Linked DNA regions of Gossypium hirsutum: region 1 is linked to region 2. Evidence: chromatin contacts called from public Hi-C data. All regions are on one chromosome and are shown on one strand. The core of a region is the stretch at or near the end of the contact, and the rest is flanking DNA. Distances in the headings are between cores, read along the strand shown.

What was found. Hi-C and Micro-C count contacts between places; a contact is called where the count stands out from the background.
Region 1: a contact with region 2 is called in a Hi-C map of leaf, with 2.4 times the contacts expected there. The contact joins the promoter of LOC107957130 here to the enhancer-like site in region 2. A contact is called at or near these places in 3 of 34 Hi-C or Micro-C datasets (all in leaf).

Annotation. Positions count from the first base shown.
Region 1 is chrA05:96,098,317-96,101,016 of Gossypium_hirsutum_v2.1, reverse strand. LOC107957130 reads left to right here and starts at 1,419. Exons shown (of 5, transcript XM_016892568.2): 1 at 1,419-1,948; 2 at 2,544-2,628. The coding sequence starts at 1,790.
Region 2 is chrA05:95,734,047-95,736,871 of Gossypium_hirsutum_v2.1, reverse strand. It overlaps the pseudogene LOC107957119. Among protein-coding and RNA genes, the nearest start is that of LOC121229556, 67 kb to the right of the region's middle. Within about 2 kb of position 1,296, at least 5 of the 9 cell types and tissues checked have an H3K27ac peak or open chromatin away from gene starts, as enhancers often do. A contact at or near this core is called in leaf, where this site is marked.

The DNA.
Region 1 (2,700 bases), core at 170-2,669, 360 kb before region 2:
TATCCATAACATTTGATAAAAAATCATAACTAAAAATATATTTTATATATGATAAATAATTTACAAGATAAATTTTGAGATATAAGTTCTTTTAGGAACACAAATTAAATTTCGGCTATATATGTCCTCTTTTCTCTTCCATAAAATTGTATAACAAAACAATATTTGAAGTGGGATTCATTTGAATTTAATAAAGATGATTTATACAACTTGTACTACTATATATTAAGCCTGTAATTGAGTTGTTGTTATGAGTTAATCGAGAATTAACTCAATTAATAATGACTAAAATACAATTACTTTATAAAATAAATTATATTATTTAATTATGTTTTTATTTTTTATATCTTTTATATAAATATTATACACCTAGGATTTGACTTAAGACACTATATTTTTTAACATATTTGGTTTATCATTTCAGCCAAAGACTCAATTGTTTTATACCTCATTTTTTATAAATATATTTATTACATATATTATTAATATCCTCCATATAAAGATTGAGAGTAATTTAAGAATTATATTTAAAAAATTAATCATATATTCTTAATGATCATTATTGCGGAGAGGTCACGCTTGTTTTAAAAGAAGTTTACAAAGTATTGTAGACAAAGTGGTACCTTCCTTACCTACAATTGTCATATAAGGATATGGGCTCAAATCTCATCAAGAGCAAATGTTAACATTTTTTCAATGGATGAAGGCACTCTTACTCCATGAACCCTCTGAGGCTCTTAGTAAAGTCGGGAGACAAAACCTAAATAAAACCGAGGATAGATGCCTCAGGTCTAAACCAACTTGTTGAGAGGTCTATTGACTCCCCACTTCACAGATTTTTCTCGAAGCAAGCTCCACATCCCCTCAACAATATAAACTATTAATATAATACAATAAATTTTTTTGTTCAAAGGAGAATATATAATTAATTATGACATTAGTACAAAAAAAATAGTAAAGATCTTAAAAACATTAGATAGCTTAAGGGAAATAACAAGAGAAAACACAGTATGGAGACTTGACATAAAATCAAACCATACCAAAAAGGAGCAAACAATTTATATTATATCTAATAATTTTATAAAAGAAATAATTATGTAGAGATGACTCATGTTCTTTATTAACAATAAAAAAATAAAAGAAGTACCCAAGGAGACACGTGGCAAACAAGGGTTGGAATTGAATCAAATGAAATGTCCAACTTGTGTTTGGTGTTTGAATGATACATGCATAGCCATTTGTCAAAAAACCAGACATAAAAAATGAAGGAATTCACATGGGTTTTCTTTTTCTAGGCTTTAGTAAAAATTCCATTTGTCTAATTCTCTTTCGATCTTCAAAATGGGGTTGAACAAAAGGAGCTCAAACTGTGAAAAACCCCTTTTCTTGGGCTTATAAATAGGCTTGGATCCTTTGCCAACCAACAAACATATCTCTACATCTGCACTGCAAACTCTTCACGTGTTTCTCAGCTCTCTCTCCCTCTTTTGCTTTCCTTCCCTTACCTCCTTCCTACCTCTCTTGCACTCTTCTTTACTTTTATCTCTTTGGTTTGTTTCTTTTGTTTTCTGAGAAAAAAGAAAATCTTATCCACTGGCCCGACATTGCCAGCAACCTTTTTGTCTTTGTGTTTTTTGTTCGGTCTCGTTCTTTGAGGGTCGTTTCTTGTTTTAAGATATATATATTTATATATATCTCAAAGAGTAGTTTTGTTCGTTGGTTGACAAAGAAAGATATTTTTTTAAACCCCAAAAAGGAAAAAAAAAAAAAGTTCACTTATTTTTCTGGTATGGAAAACAAAAGGCAAGTGAGTGGCTCTTCATCATCATCATCATCATCATCTTCATCGTCTGTTTCTTTGGATCATCTCTTTGGTCCAAAGGACTCTTCTTCTTCATCAACTACCACAACTGGGCTTTTTGGAACTATTTTTCCCCCTCCATCAGTGGTAAACCCTTTTGCTCTTCATTTTCTATCCATAAAATGATACAGCTTTGTTGATTTTGACGAAAAATGAAATACCATTTTACTCATTAGTTAGCTATTTACTTGCAGATGTGTGAAATTTTGATACTGGGGGATAATATACTTTGATTGGAAGTAACTGAGAAGTTGATATATTTAGGATAAACCTGGCTTAATTGTATTTAGAGTTTGTATATTTCTTTTTCTAACATTATGGATTTATATATTCCAAGTGAATGATTCTTTAAAAAAGATGCAAAGAGATGCTTTATATAATACACTAAAATTCTGTACATCATGTGCTTGGATATATTCACTTAGTGGATAGATGCTAGCTAGTGGGGTTTACCGGTCAATTTTTCTCTGTAACATCTTAAATTTGCAAAGTTAATATGTATATTCCAATGCTAGCTAGTGGTGGGAGAAAAGTTGGCTTTGTACTGTGCATTAATGGAATTATTGGTGACCTCTGGCTATGTATGGCTTGTTTTAATTGTGGTTATCCATTTTTGTTCTAATTTTTATAGGTTTTTAATGGTGAATAGGTCTAAATATTGTTCTCTCTTTTCTGATTTCAGGTGCTGGGGAGGGACTCAACTCACTCCGGAATTAGAGGTTCATGGAATACTCAGGGTTTGCCCCATCATGCCAGATATGGAACAGGTTTTTTTGTTGCCTTCTTGTATTAATTTTTAGCATTTCTCCTTGCATTTTTCTCGTAGTTTTCTTCTGTTC
Region 2 (2,825 bases), core at 47-2,546:
AGAGGCCTTATTTGATATCAGAAATCACGTGTATGTCTGGAAAGTACAGATTTACAACATAGATATGTAGTTAAAAATAAAATACTAAAATATAAATAGCCAAATATATTATTATATATGTAATTTCATGTCAACTTATCATTTTTACATATTACTCATTAAAAATTTAATTAATGAATTAATGACTGTGATTTATATTAAGATTGAAATTTCAAAATTCGAAAAAATATAAAAATTTAGAATGATCCAAATAAAGAAAATAAACTAAATTGATAACTTTATGAATAGTACGAATAATTAAATTTAACCAAACGAATTTAATTATTACTGCTGAGGTAAGACTAAAATTTTATATTTTAAAAAATAAAGAGAATAAATTTGACTAGTTTAAAAAGTACAAAAACTAAATCTATAACTTTTTAGAAAGTATAAGAATTAATAGCAAAATTAAATTATATATAAAACACGGTGAGGTGGATACACACGGACTAGAAATTTTATTAAAGAAATCGACCCCTATAAATTTGAGACAAATCAAAACCGGGATTTTCTCTCATCGTAGTGTGAACCCAAACTCTAATAATTAGTGTAGAATTTTCATTTATCTTCGCTTCCAGAAGACACTGGATTCGAATTTGAAGTTTAAGAAATAGCGTCTTATGATTAATGGATGAGTTAAGTTGTTAAAAAGAAAGGAATAATACCTTTGATAGGAAGCTCCCCAGCATGGATCATATCAGGGATTGCAAAATAAGCCCAGAGACTGCAAGCACTAATGGTACGAAACTGAATGATGGGAATTCCAAGCTCATCAGCAATATCAAGTGCGAGCCCTAAGACCCCATCTCCTATAATACAATCCACTTTCGGCTTACTATTAACCAGCATTTCCTTGAAAAGTGGTTTGGTTATCAATTCCAAACCATCAAAGAGCTTCCTCACAAAATCACTGCCTACTCTGGGATGATCGTCAGGGACACCATCTAGTATGGTCTTGAATTGGAATCCCGCATATTTGGCGAAGCGGGAAAGAATATCGGTGTGACGAAGAAGTTGTTGATGGATGAAGTGGGAGTTTAGGAAGGTGACCTTGAGGCCTGCATGTGCTAATAGCTCAGCTAGCTTCAGCATGGAGTTGACATGGCCTTGTGCCGGGAGAGGGAAGATTAGTACATGAGATGATGATGTGTGTGGCTGTTGTTGTTGTTCTTGCTCCATTTTCTTTTGCAAGATTTGATTTCTTCTACTTGCTTTATGATTGAAATACGGCAATAGGAGGACCATTTGGTTTGCCATACCGAGTGGACATGGTGAATGGGAGACGTGACCGACAGGATAGTTGATAGTTACTAGAAGGATAACGTAGTGAAAAAAAATGATATTTCTTTTAAATTTTTTAAAATATAAAAATTGTAAAACTTGATAAAAAATCATAACAAAATATAGAAAATAAGATAAAAATTACAAAATAGATTATAGAAAATTATAGAAATTATTTATGACTTAAAAAGGGTAAAAAAATAGCCCACTTGGATGAAATTTAACAATTTCTCTCTGCTCATTTTCTACTCCTTGAACTTCAATTAATTTTATTTTATTTTGATAATATACAATTAAATTATTACTATCTACCTATCCATTGTAACAACATACCCACATCACAAATTTATTTTCTTCATTCACCACTTCAACATAAAAAAAAATAGACAAATTACAAAACATGGTATAATTTTAGAAAATATTTTTCCCTAAAAACATGGTATAATTCTAATAGCACCAATTAAAATGAAAAATAAGAGCTTTTTTTAAACTGTTAGAGAATGCTTAGACAAATTTGAAGGAGAGAGTTTTCCGGGTGATTATATTTACGAGCTTTGTTGCATAGTGTTAGCATATTATTAGGGTTAGAATCGAGTGAAAATATTTTAAATTAATTGAGTTCACGAGTTTTACTTTATCATCCTAACTCAATTTGAATTTTTTTCAAATCGAGTCGAGTGAAATAAAATTTGAATCGAGTCAGATCTAGCGAAATTGTTCGAGTTAAATTAAAAAAAATATATGTTAAATAAAAATATTATTATAATATAACTAATTCTATGTTAGAGCACATAAATTTGAAACCATATATATTTGAAAATTTTTCAAAGCAAAATAATAATAAAAATAAGTTACTTGAGTATGATAAATTTAAATCATTAATTAGGTCCCTACAATTGTTATTTTGCAAAATTTTTAAAATTTTAACTTTTTTATATATATTTTTAAAATGTAAATTTTGAAATTTTTATAAACATTTTGAAATTTAAAAATTATTTTGAATTATTTTGTAATTTTTGTTGAGAAAGAGACCAATTTGCTTAATTTCAAAATTGATAAGCACCAAAAGGGGGTATTTACACCAATTTGTTATTCGAATTGTAAAATTCAACTCGACTTGAGTTATTCGATTTGATTCGAATAATTCAAATAACTCGATTCGATTAACTCAAAATTTAAAAAAAAATTAATTTTTTTAAATCGAATCGAGTTTTGCTCACCCCTAACTATGACGAGGCACCATGCAAGTAGATTTGGGAGAAATTAGAGAGTTTTGAATCATTTTGTTTGATTTGATTAAAGTTTATTGAATTCAATTTATTTTTTGTTCTTAAAATGAAAAAAAATATATTTTTCATAATTTTCTATAATTTTTTTAATTTTTTATCATTTTTATAATTATTTATAATTATTATTTATGATTCTCCAGAAATTTTTATAATTTTCTATAATTATTTGTTTTTTAGTAATATCGCTAATAATTTTTATAATTTTTAGCAGTTTTT